Linked DNA regions of Sus scrofa: region 1 is linked to region 2. A link is a contact called in public HiChIP or PLAC-seq data. All regions are on one chromosome and are shown on one strand. Each heading gives the region's core, a stretch centred on a gene start, on an enhancer-like site or on the middle of the called end of the contact. The rest is flanking DNA. Distances are from core to core; before and after follow the strand shown. Region 1 holds the start of XRN2 (5'-3' exoribonuclease 2). Region 2 holds the start of RALGAPA2 (ral GTPase-activating protein subunit alpha-2).

Evidence for each region. HiChIP or PLAC-seq counts read pairs in DNA pulled down with a chosen protein or histone mark.
Region 1: an H3K27ac HiChIP or PLAC-seq map of alveolar macrophages shows a contact between it and region 2. The contact joins the promoter of XRN2 here to the promoter of RALGAPA2 in region 2. A contact is called at or near these places in 1 of 5 promoter capture datasets (fetal skeletal muscle) and 2 of 2 datasets of contacts at active chromatin or transcription factors (alveolar macrophages and skeletal muscle).

The regions. Positions count from the first base shown.
Region 1 is chr17:29,105,095-29,111,508 of Sscrofa11.1, forward strand. XRN2 (5'-3' exoribonuclease 2) reads left to right here and starts at 2,547. Exons shown (of 31, transcript XM_005672749.3): 1 at 2,547-2,736. The coding sequence starts at 2,662.
Region 2 is chr17:28,677,313-28,683,903 of Sscrofa11.1, forward strand. It overlaps RALGAPA2 (ral GTPase-activating protein subunit alpha-2), which reads right to left and starts at 1,919. Exons shown (of 40, transcript XM_021078030.1): 1 at 1,683-1,919. The coding sequence starts at 1,788.

The DNA.
Region 1 (6,414 bases), core at 1,297-3,796, 430 kb after region 2:
CTTCCTTTCTGGACTACCTTTCTGTATTTACATTTCTGAGCTGCATCCTGAAGTTCCATGAGGATAGGACTGCATAGGAACAAACATGTTTTGTGTGTTTGCTCACCACTGTCATATTCATTTGTGCCTGTGAATTACATTTGGTGATAATGATTGCACATTGTTTTTGGTTACAAGAAGCATTTGAGACAAGATCTGAATATATCAAAATCCTAGAAATTTGGGAGTTCCCATTGTGGCTCAGCAGTAACAAAACCTACTAGGTATCCATGAGGATGTGGGTTCAATCCCTGGCCTCACTCAGTGGGTTAGGTATCCTGCATTGATGTGGTGTAGGCTGGCAGCTACAGCTCCGATTTGACCCCTGGCGGGGGAATTTCCACATGTGGCAAGTGCAGCTATAGAGAGAAAAAAAAAGAGAGAACCAGGAGATACCCCTGCCCCTTCTGCCATATGGGATGACAGTGAAAAACATGATTGTCAGTGAGGAAGATGACCTTCCCCAGACCTTGAATCTGCCAACCTCTTGATCTTGGACTTCCCAAACTCCAGACTTGGAAGATATAAATTTCTCTTGTTTGTAAGCCACCCAGTCTGTGGTATTTTGTTACAGCAGCCCAAATATTATTTTCTCTAATTACAGTGATAATGGGGCTTTAAAACTAATTTATGAATGTATACATTCTGGCTTCTATGTATTTCATATTATTCTTCATATTAATGTTATCCAGTTATCAGCTGGGGGCAGTCCTTTGCCCAGAGTGTAGAAGTTCAAAGCTTGGTTCTGTATTCCTGCTAATTTCCAATGCTTATAAATTCTCCTCGCCCCCTCTTCCCTTTGAGCTCTGCTGTCTTGCTCAGCCCTGTGTTCTAGACCACAGTGGCCCCAACACGAGAATCGTCTTCTTTTTCAATTTCTACAACAAAAGAAACCCCACACCAAGTCTGAGTCTGGTAGACCTCACTGGAAACACTGTCTTGGGGAAAGTGTCACAACACTTAGTCCATATCCTCCCGTCACCCTTCAGGTTCCCCCAATCTCTACCTTTCGCCTTCCCCTTTTCTGAGTGCCCCAAATTCCATTTTTTTTTTTGGCACCTCTTTTATGCAAAGCAATTTTAGCACCCAGGTGAATTGGTTGTATATTCCCCAAATTTTGTTAGTGGTTTGTTTGGATTCTTTCCTTTGCAAGGGATAGGAACTTAGACCAAAAGAGCTTAGGGCAAAAGGAGAATTTATTGGCTCATGGAATTAAAGGACAGGTTTACCAACCAAATTGCACGAAGAGGATTTAGCTGTACTCAAAAACCACAGCAACCAGGGACTAAATCTGCTTCTTTTATTGCAGACTGTCAACAAGTCATTCTTATCTTTCACCTATCAACCATCTGGAAGGGGCTGCTTTGCCTTCCTCATGTCCTGAAGTTTCAAAAATACTGGGCAAGGACTCTCAAAGGCCCAACTTGCCCAGCTATCCACCCTTGTATCAGATGCCTACCGTCCTGTTAAGAACACAGCACCCCTCTCCCGCCCCCAGCCCCCCAGAACCAAATACTTGATGAGGAGGGCTGTTTCTAGACATGAGGGGGTTCACCACTGACATAATTCCCAACAATAGTTTTGGCTGTCTTTACGTACAATATGGGTGAATGATTTATCTCAATTCCACACCAGCAGTTTAAACAAAGTGGCAACAGACCACAGAGGAGGGGGCACTGAAATCCGCAGGCCAGGAAGCAGGAAGAAATGCTTTCATTGAGGCCTCTTAAGGTGAGCCTTGGGATTGAGCGTGATCTGTCAAGCCAAGAGGCGATTCCAGGGAGATGGACTTCCAGACTTGAGCATGAATACTTCCTCCTCCACCCCTCCCTTTTTATATACTGAAAAAAATGTATTGAAGCCATCAGAAAACAAGGGATAAAAGTATCCTGTTAGTGCAAGGACAGAGAATTAAATGAACTTTACTTGGACAGAAACACAAGCTGTGTGAATAAGCAAGTGACTTAACCCCATTAACAACCTGGCCCTCTCACCTGTGAGGTGAAGATAGTAAAAACACCCTCGGAAGGCTCAAGTGATGATCAAATGAGATAATCCCTTAGCCAGTGCTTTAGCACAATGTAAGCGCTCCAATAAATACTGGAGAGTGATCCCAGCAATTATTTTATACTCATAAATGTAGTTGGAAGGTTGAATTAGATGCTAAATGCTACATTACATTTTATAACTGTTTTTAAGAGCGTTATGCAAACCAGCCATCATTGGAGCGAAATATTTAAAAATACATATAGTTGATAGTCCAGATAGATACTGCGGCATAAAACCAGGAGAAATCAGGAAGAAAAAAATAACCAGTGCGTGTAGATGCTTAGATTCTACTGTGAACCGAGATGGGGGAGGAGACCAGACCGGGTGCCTGCGGGAAGCTGGGATTCCGCGGTAGGAAGCCTGCAGCCGGGAGCTCCGGGGCAGCGTCGCCCCCGGGTCCGGCTCGGCCCCGCCCCGTCGGAGCCTCCTTCCCAGCTTCCCCGGCGGCGTCGCCGTGACCTCACTTCCGGTCGCCGGACGCACGTGGGAGGAAGTGCCAGTGCCCGCGGCTGCTTGTCTCTTGGGTTACGTCCGTCCGCGGGCAGGGCCGCCACCTCCACCTGCGCCGCTGCTATGGGAGTCCCGGCTTTCTTTCGCTGGCTCAGCCGCAAGTACCCGTCCATCATTGTCAATTGCGTGGAAGAGAAGGTAAGGAGGCTCCAGGCTGCCGCCACGCCAGAACCCGGAGGCCCGGAGTGTCCAGGCCGCGGTCCTCGAGGCCCGCCGTCCGCCTCCAGGGCACTGTGCAGGGGCCCGCGCCCCTGTCTGCCCCCGACAGCTTCGGCCGGACGCGCGCTGGGCGCGGCAGCTCGGACTCTGGTCCCCGGGGCGGCCTTGCCAGGGTGAGGGCCGGGCGCCGGGTCTCGGGGAGAGTTGCTCCTCCCCTGTCCGCGGGTTCCTGGCCCGAAGGCCCCGCCCACGGCTTTGTTTCCTCCCGGCTCGGCAGTTGTCGGGTTTCGAAAGAGGCATAGTGGCTGTCGGTCCGCTGAGTTAGCTGGTTAGCGCTGCGCGGGTGCAGGTGCCAGCCTCTAAGCACCTTGTGAAGCAGTCCCGGGCGACGAGCTTTTTGTTGTCTCCTGACCCATCCTGAAAGGTTTTCTTCTGTGGGAGAGGCCATTTGTTGCTGTTGTCTGGTCATCCGGAGAGAAAAGCACTTCGGCAACGGCTAGGACGGAAGTCTCTCAGTGGTCCCTTGTCTAGGTGCCCAAGTGCTGGACAGCATACCTTTGACATTTTCAGAATTCCTGGGTGCACTTGAACAATATACTTTTTGCTGTTAGTTTGTTAGTGTCATGAAGACTTGACTTTTGTTTTTATCATTTCCGTGTTTCGGTCCAAGTGCGATTTTGTACTCTTAATTAGAATTTCCAGATTGGGGAGGTTCAGGGGCACATTATGTTCCCCATCCCTTCGTTTTTGGAGGAAGGACCCGTTAAACACTAGGAACTTTTGGCTTAGTCTAGTGAAACCTTGATTTTGACAAGTTCCTATCCTAGGAGGAAGCGAAATCCTTGCTCTGGTGACATAGCTACTACTCCCCGTGTTTTTCTCAAAGAAAAAACTGTTAAACTGAATGCTTATTTCCTTTGCTCTTATGTAGCTTTTATAAAACTTATATAAAACTTATACTTTAATAATAAATAAAATTTTATCAAACTTTAACTTTACTTGCACCTTAATCTATTTCTACTCTCTAGTGATAACCACTTCTATTTTTGGTTTTTCTCTAAATATCATGTTTATGTCTGATTTATTGGTCTTGGGTGTTTCTGTTAAATTCTAATTATGATAGAAGACGATGTAGTCACATATACAGCCTCTTCCCCGCCCCCTGTTCTCCTAATCATTTGTCTTTATTTCTTTCATTGGTAAACTTAAAGTTATAAAGTAATATTCCTTTATTTTTTTTTTAAATTCCATACCCTAAACAAAGTATCTCTTGACTCTTCACCTTCTGGGATTAGATATTAGTTTTTCTACCCCGGCTGCCCTTAGTCTTCATCTCAAGCTTGTCACCTGTTTTTGCTTTGTCCAAAATTAAGTTGTCAGGACTTGGGCTGTACAGATTTGTTTTAAAAGCAGAAAAATCAAATTGTACTGGTGATTATCATCACTGTGTCGATTCAGGTTATGTACTGTGATTCTGTTTCTTCTCTTGTGTTACTTTTCATCTTTTTCTGTGTGTTGCCTGTTTTCCACTATACATGGTTCCCCTTCCAGACTCTTATCAGCTACTCTTATCAAGTCCTCTTTCTAATTGGAGACTGCTTGAGGTTTTTATTTCTGTTGCTGTCATACCTGGTTATTTAGGCTTGCTGGAAAGCTGCTTCCTGAGATTTAAAAAAAAATATATGATTTGGAGGTACTTTTTTCTAATTATCCCTCCTGGCTTAAACCCTTCCTTGGTTTTTGTTCTTAATTGAATTCTTAAGAAGTGCTGTGTGGCATTTGAGTTTAGTAAGTTCATTCTACCCATGAATGATCATTAGCTAGGCAGAGTTTGAGTTTGAAAATTACTTTCCCTCAAAACTTTAAAAGCATTGTTCTTTTCACTTCTGTCATCCAGAATTGTTGATGAAAGTTGATTGTTAATGTGATTTATTATTTTTAGCTAACACTTAGTAGTATTTAACACGTACTAGGTACTTTGCAGACTAATGTATTAAATCCTTATAACAACCAGGAGTACTTCTCCTCCTCCACTTATTACCGATGAGAAATCTGCAGCACAGAGGGCCTAAGGAATGTGCTCAAGGTCACGTGGTTAATATGTGGCACAGCAGTGTCAAAACCAGGAAGCCCGTGCTCTTAACTTTTTTGCTTTCATTCTTCTGTAGTTCTGTTTTGCTTTCTAAAATTTTAAAAGATCTTTATCCTTGATGTTATAAACTTTCATGATGATGTACTTACATACAGGTATTTTTTGTTGTTGTTTTTAATTTCAGTTCATTTTGATCAGTACTTCGTTGACTCTGAGTCTGGAGACTTTTGTTCTTTATTCCAGGGAATACTCTTTGTTTTTTTTTTTTTTTTTTTTTTGTCTTTTTGCCATTTCTTGGGCCGTTCCCGTGGCATATGGAGGCTCCCGTGGCATAGGCTAGGGGTCTAATTGGAGCTGTAGCTGCCAGCCTACGCCAGAGCCACAGCAACGCAGGATCCGAGCCGCGTCTGCAACCTACACTACAGTTCATGGCAACGCCGGATCGTTAACCCACTGAGCAAGGGCAGGGATCGAACCCAAAACCTCATGGTTCCTAGTCGGATTCGTTAACCGCTGCGCCACGATGGGAACTCACGCTTTGATTTTTTTTTTTTTTTTTTTTCTCCTTGCTTTTCTTTTTGTCTGCCCTCTCAGAACTCTAAATACTGGTCCTCCTAGATTGATCTGTTTTTCTTTCTCCTTCTGTTCTCCCCTTGCTCCTTCCCCGAGACATAATTGACCTAAACAAACTGCACATACTGAAAGTGTACATTTAACACATTTTGACATTTGTGTGTCTCCATGAACCCATCACCACAGTCAAGATAATGAACACACCTCTGAAACATTCCTTCTGCCCTTTTGTTGTTCCTCCCCACAGCCCCTTCCTGCTGCCCATCTTTAGTCAACCACTGATTTCTGACTCTATAGATAGGAAGTTTTCATTTTTTACCATTTCATGTAAATGGAATTATACAGTATCTATTCTCCCCCATTAACTTGGCTTGGTTACTTTGATTCAGAATAGTTACTTTAAAAGTCATTCATGTTGCTACTTGTATCAATACTTTATTCCTTTTGTTTTTGAATAGTATATTCTATGTTGTGCCTGTATCCCATTTTGTTTATTCATTCACCTGAATGGTGAACATTTGGATTGTTTCTAGTTTTTGGCTATTTAAGAAAAAAAAAAGCAGGAGTTCCCATCATGGCTCAGCAGTTAGCGAACCCAACTAGCATTCATGAGGACACGGGTTCGATCCCTGGCCTCGCTCAGTGGGTTGAGGATCAGGTGTTACCGCGAATTGTAGTGTAGGTTACAGACACAGCTCCGATATGGTGCTGTGGCTGTGGTGTAGGCCAGCGGCTACAGCTCCGATTGGACCCCTAGCCTGGGAACCTCCATATACCCTAGGTGTGGCCCTAAAAGACAAAAAGACCAACCAACAAACAAACCTCTGTGAATATTGGTATACAAATCTTTGTGTAGACAAGCTTTCATTTCTTTAGAGAAGATTCCTAGGAGTGAACTGGTTGCATGGTATAGTAGATGTTTTAAAAAGGAAAACTTGCCACATTGTTTTCCATAACGGTTGTACCATTTTTATTGCTACCAGCAGTGTATG
Region 2 (6,591 bases), core at 669-3,168:
CTTTTTCCAAGGCCACACCAGCGGCATAAGGAGGTTCCCAGGCTAGGGGTCGAATCAGAGCTGTAGCTACCAGCCTACACCACAGCCACAGTGACCCACACCACAGCTCAAAGCAATGCAGGATCCTTAACCCACTGAGCGAGACCAGGGATCGAAGCCGCAACCTCATGGTTCTTAGTGGATTCGTTAACCACTGAGCCATGAAGGGAACTCCCAACTGATCTAGATTTAATTGATTCTGCCTTTTACAAATGTAGCCAATTTAATCCTGTAGACCTGGCCAGAACAAAAAGCTCCAGTTCTCTACCACAAAAAAAGGCCCCAAGTATCAAACACTTTACAATGATACTCCACTCTCCTTTATCAAAAATGCCCCTGCAGGAGGTGTTAAGCTGTCACCACTGGGAACTCCGCATAAAGCGAGCAGTGTGCTCCTAGTATTTCAGTACAGGAAGTAGAAAGTCCAGTTTACCAAGAACACAGCATTTCACTTTCCAAAGTCTTGAAAACTAATCCCTGTAACAGTGCCTAATTTACATTTCATTCCAAACTGAACAGGACAGTGGAATCTCAAGGAATCCAGGAATGTGAAAAACTTCACTTGGCAAAACCAGGTGTGTGTATTTTTCCCCCTTAGAAGTACTTCGCAGAGTATAAATAGAAATCACTTGCAACTTTTCATCTCATGAACAAGATCTTTTAAAAAAAATTCTCACATATAAAATGAATTCTTTTCTACCATATTCCCTCAAGTGACAGACACATTAAGACCGTGTGCCCTAAATCAGGTGATTTGTGCTCAATTTAAGAATAACAAAGATAACTAGAGGAAATATAAGGTATCCTTTTCTCAGCCCCCAAACACACAAGGACAAGTCCATCTGTAATGGCAAAGGTGTTTTCACCCTAAACAGAAGACTAAGGAGTTAAGAAAACAAACACAGAGCAAACCAGTTACAGATCACAGGCGGCTGGTGACAGGAAGCCTTGTGGACACTTCACACCCCCAGGGGTGAGCTTCCTCACAGGTCAAGTGCAGGCCCACCTGGGCTCTGCAGACCCTCCACCCAGCAAGCTCATAAAAACGGAAGAAGGCACATAACCATCGGTGTCATCCTGACAATAAAGGAGAAGCAGCCTCCTTGAACCCAGGAAAGTCACCCTCCCTCCAAGCTGACACGAGGACCCCCCCTTCACACGAAGGACACAAAGAAACTGAAGCATCCGGACCCATGGGAGGAGAGATGACACTTAAATCAAATGTATCCAGGGGCCACTTGGAGTCCCAGCCTATTTGGGGATCGAGCTCATAAGTAAAAATAAAATTAAAGTGCGGTGGCAGGGGGGAGGGAGTGACAGTTCAATTAAGCTGGGACCGCTTGGGGTCTCCGTCCACTTACGGTCTCGGTTTAAAAATTAGAAACTGGGAGGGAAGCTGACAGTCCAGGGTGTGCTCATGAGGACTACTGGGTCCGGTTCTGTGGGGAGGGGACCGTCCAAGCTATGCCCGGCCCCGGGGCCACCGTGAGAATCCGGGGTAAGTTACACTGGGGGGCACAAGCGAGCCCGAGGGCCGGGGTGCCCGCATTCCGGGGAACAATAAGATCTCTGGCGCCCCCGCCCCCCAGCTCCGACCCCCGACCCGCCTGCAAGTGCCCCGCCGGCCGCGCCGCGCGCCTCACCCAGCAGCGCCCGCAGGTGCTTCAGGCGGGTCAGCACGTCCTTCTTGGGGTCCAGCACCTTCTGGGTGGACTTTTTCACATCCCCGTGGCTCCTTCGGGAGAACATGCCGCCGCGGGAGCCCGGGCCCCGCCGGCGGGGCAGGAGGCGACTGCGCCGCGCGAGTCACCGCATAGGGTCGGGCCGGCGCGTGTCGCGCGGGCCGCTCGCCGCCTCCCGCCCGGCCGCCGCCGCCGCCGCCGCCGCCGCCGCTGCTGCCGCCGCCCGGGTTGTGGCTCCAGGAAGGAGGGGCGGGCTGGTCCGGCGAGGGGCGGGGCAGGAAGGCGGTGACTGCGCGGAACCCGCCGCCCCGCCCCCGCGGGAGGTGCGGGCCGGCCCCTCGGGCGCAGCGCACGCGAGCGTGATGGGGACTGCCTCGCCGGGGCTCACCAGGGCGCAGAGCCAGAGCCGCAAATCACAAAGAAGCTGGCCCCACGTTCACGCTGGACTACAGGTCCCGGGATGCGCTGCGACCGGGCCCTCCAATCAGGCTTGCGTGCCCTCAGCACTTTGGAGTCAGTGGGCGGGCTCTGAGCACGTCCTCCGCTTTCCTCCCCAGCCGTGGGCCGCAAGTGCTTCTGGGAGATGTAGTTCTCCTGAAGGCGTGGCGCTGAAACTCATTTCCAAGGTCTCCAGCGACTGGGCAGCATCTACCCGCTCCTTACCCCAGAAGGCCCAAGGCTTCTGTACCTACACTTTCTGGCCTGTGCACCAGCCCCAGTTCCCTTTAGTGCAGCGTGGACCACAGAAACATTTCAGCAAGATAAATTTAATTAAGGCTTTCAAAATGTGAACTATTCTAAGTTCTAGATTCACACCAGGGAGGGAGGGAGCAGGAAAGAGTGCAAATCCCTTTGATCATACCCAAATCGCAGCTCCAGTTTCACACTAAAATGAATGGCTCTGGAGTACGAAAGCACATGCCTAGGCTCTGGGAGAGGAGGCCAGCCACTCCCTTGGTTCCTGGGACCCATCCTCACTTGGGATATGTGGGTGCCTCTTTCGAAGGGCATCTCAACGTCTTACCTCTTGCTTTGTGGGAAGTGAACCTTAGTCTCCATGTTGTGCAAGGCCTCCTTGCAATACAGTAGCAGAACCAGAAATAGAACCTGAGGGACCTGACTCTCAGGCTGGTATGCTTTTTAAGGCCAGGCCCCTGTAACCTGGGGCAAGACTCTGAGATAGAAGATGGTCTGGAGATTTCTGACAAGAGATCTGTAGCGTTATTTACTGGCATCTGGAGCCTTTGATGCTCCAGATTTTAACAACATTTTAGCAAACACTTAAATTAGTTGTTTAAAATATGTGTTTTCCATCCAATTGGGATGACACAACTGTCTTTTTCTCATTCATCTGAACTGTAACTTGGGGGAAGACCTCAGTGTTTACACAGCTTTATACCCTCATCACTGAGCACAGTATCTGACTTGGAAGCACTCAGTAAAAATTCATTAAACCAAATGGGGGGTTCCTATTGTGACTCAGTGAGTTAAGAACCGGACATAGTGTCTCTGAGGATGTGGGTTTGATCACTGGCCTCACTCAGTGGGTTAAGGATCTGGCCTTGCTGTAAGCTGCGGAGTGGGTCACAGACACGGCTCACATCTGGCATTGCTGTGGCTGTGGCATAAGCTGGCAGTGGCAGCTCTGATTCAGCCCCTAGCCTGGGAACTTCAATAGGCCACAGGTGTGGCCCCAGAATGGAAAAAAAAAGTTAATTAATGAAATGGGACAAAAAGCTAAAATAACCCTACCTTTTTTGTTTTGTTTTTTTCTTTTTAGGGCCCAACCTGCATCCTATGGAACTTCCCGGGCTGAGGTCAAATCAGAGCTGCAACTATGACCTATACCACAGCCCCAGCAACACCGGATCCTTAACCCACTGAGCAAGGCCAGGGATCGAATCTGAATCCTCAAGGACCCTAGTCAGGTTCTTAACCACTGAGCCACAACAGGAACTCCCTATAATCCTACACATTAAACTAGTCATGCCAAAGATATCACTTTGTTGTTAGAGCCTCCCTCTATATTTGTCCAGTTGTCAAATAGCACTTATAGAACTGGGATGTATTCTTCCAAAGGAACATTACTCAGCAACCAAAAGGAATAGACCACCAATAAACACAATGATATGGGTGACCCAGAAATGGAAGCACCACAACATGCTGATGGCAGAACTGCCCTACCAGCCTCAGTCCCCAAATGACATCTCAATCAGGGCCACAAACCCTCCAAGAATGCCACAAGAGAGAAGTTACCTCCTCTCTTAAGTCAAGGCATTCTGAGTGTCTTTACTGCAGAAATTAAGCCTTAATCTGACTACACATAGTAATCATAATATTCACTGCATCATTCCTCTAGGAGAGGATACCTTTCATTGCATTGATGGAAAAAAATAGGATGGAAAAAATAGGATATTAGGAAATTCAACTTTTCTATCGCAAAGCAACCAGTCGTCATAGTCAAACATTTGTTGAGCACCTGCTGTGTTCAAGGCATGAGTCTAAACTCTAGAGATAATAAGTTGTATAAGATGCAGGCCCCTGACCTCCAAAGCTTCCAACTCGGTTGAGGGACAGAGCAACTGGATAAATGAAAAGAGAAACAATAGTGCTCAGTAAACACGTGACATGATCAAAACTTGGTAGAACCAGAAACAGGCATTCATGCATATAGATTCATCACATCCATCATAACAAGCCTTTTCTTGCTGATGAAAATGTAGAACTCTAAGTCTTCTCCAAAAAAGCAAGAAAACTAGGTTATTACTTTCAGCTTTTTCACCCACCCACCATGTTTAATACATGTGAAGAAAAGAAAGTAAGAATACTTATTTTCCATTGCACCACAGAATCTCTCTGCTAGACTGTGAACTTGAGGACATTACCTGCTTTGCAATTAATTCTTTTTCCCTGGAGTCTCAGCGTGCCAGGAAATCAAGAGTATAAATCAAGGAGTTTCCATCGTGGTGTAGCAGTTAACGAATCTGACTAGGAACCATGAGGTTGTGGATTCGATCCCTGGCCTAGCTCATTGGGTTAAGGATCCAGCATTGCCATGACTGGTGTGTAGGTCGCAGATACGGCTAAGATCTGGCATTGCTGTGGCTGTGGCACAGGCTGTGGCGTAGGCTGTAGCTCCGATTTAACCCCTAGCTTGGGAACCTCCATATGCCACAGGTGTGGCCCTAGAAAGCAAAAAACAAAGAGTTTAAATTAAGAGTTAAAAACTTACAATGCAGGAGTTCCCCTCATGGCTCATCAGTAAGGAACCTGACTAGAATCTGCGAGGATGCAGGTTCGATCCCTAACCCCACAGGGACAGCAGGTTAAAAGGCCACTGTCACTGCAGCGGGTCAGGTCACTGCTGTGGCCAGGGAATTTCTACATGACACAGGCTCAGTCAGAAATAAAAAAAGACACACACTGAAATCCTACTTCTAAGAATCTGTTCTGAGGAGTTCCCACTGTGGCTCAGTGGGAATGAATCCAACTAGTATCCATGAGGATGCAGGTTCAATCCCTGGCCTCTCTCAATGGGTTAAGGATCTGGTGTTGCTACAAGCTGTGGTGTAGGTCACAGACTTGCCTGGGATCTGGCATTGCTGTGGCTATAGTGTAGCCTGGCAGCTGTAGCTCTGATTGACCCCTAGCCTAGGAACCTCCATATGCTGCACCTGTGGCCCTAAAAAAAGAAAAAAAAAAAAAAGACTCTATTCTAAAGATATACCTGCCCAAATATACAACCTCACTGGAAGTATATTCCTCCAACATAATTTATAATAGCCAAATAGTGGGTTGAGCAGGAATGTCTATGTCTTAATCCCTAGAATTTGTTTGTTTGTTTGTTTTTGGGAAAAAGATATTTGCAGATACAATCAAGGTAAAGATCTCGAGGTGAAATCCCCTTGGATTATCTGGTTGATCCCTAAATCAAATGAGTGTCCTAAAAGACAGAGAGAAGGCACATAAACAGAGAAGGTGGAAACAGGCAGAGAGCAGAGTCCTGTAACAACAAGCCATGTGACCCTCTAGTCTAATTCCTGGCCTCACTCAGTGGGTTGAGGATCCCGTGTTGCCATGAGCTGTGATATAGGTCGCAGACACAGTTCAGATCTAGTGTTGCTATGGCTGTGGTGTAGGCTGGAGGCTACAGCTCTGATTTAGCCCCTAGCCTGAGAACCTCCATATGCCACAGGTGCAGCCCTAAAGAAAAGAAAAAGAAGAAGCCAAGATGGTGTCTCCCCTGGAGGTCTTCCAGAGGAAGCCTGACCCTGAACTTGATCTCAGACGTATAGACTCCAGAACCGTGAGAAAATCAATTTCTCTTATTTTAGGCCACCTGTTTGGTGGTCATGTCTTGCAGCATCCCCGGAAAATGAATACTGCCAGAAACTGGAGAGAACCAGTGTCGATTCCCTAGCGGGACCTGACTGGACATGGTGCACACACATACATCTAAGAGTGGCCACCTGAATGCAGGACACCACTTAATGCAGGTTGTGCAGCACTCTGCAACCTTGAGGAATAATAAGAACATTTCCTACGTTCTCATTTTACTCAATCTCCCTGATATATTAAGTTTAAAAGCAATGGACAGAACGTAAAATACATGGTCACCTGCTTTTTTTTTTTTTTTTCAAAAAGAAACATTGGAATGATGAATCAAAAAACAACATTAATATGGAGTTTCTGTCATGGCACAGTGGAAACAAATCCAATTAGGAACCATGAGGTTGTGGGTTCAATCCCTGGCATTGTTGAGTGAGCCATGAGCTGTGGTGTACGTCGCAGATGTGGCTTGGATGTGGGGTTGATGTGGCTGTGGCATAGGCTGGCAGCTGTAGCTCCAATTAGACCCCAAGCCTGGGAA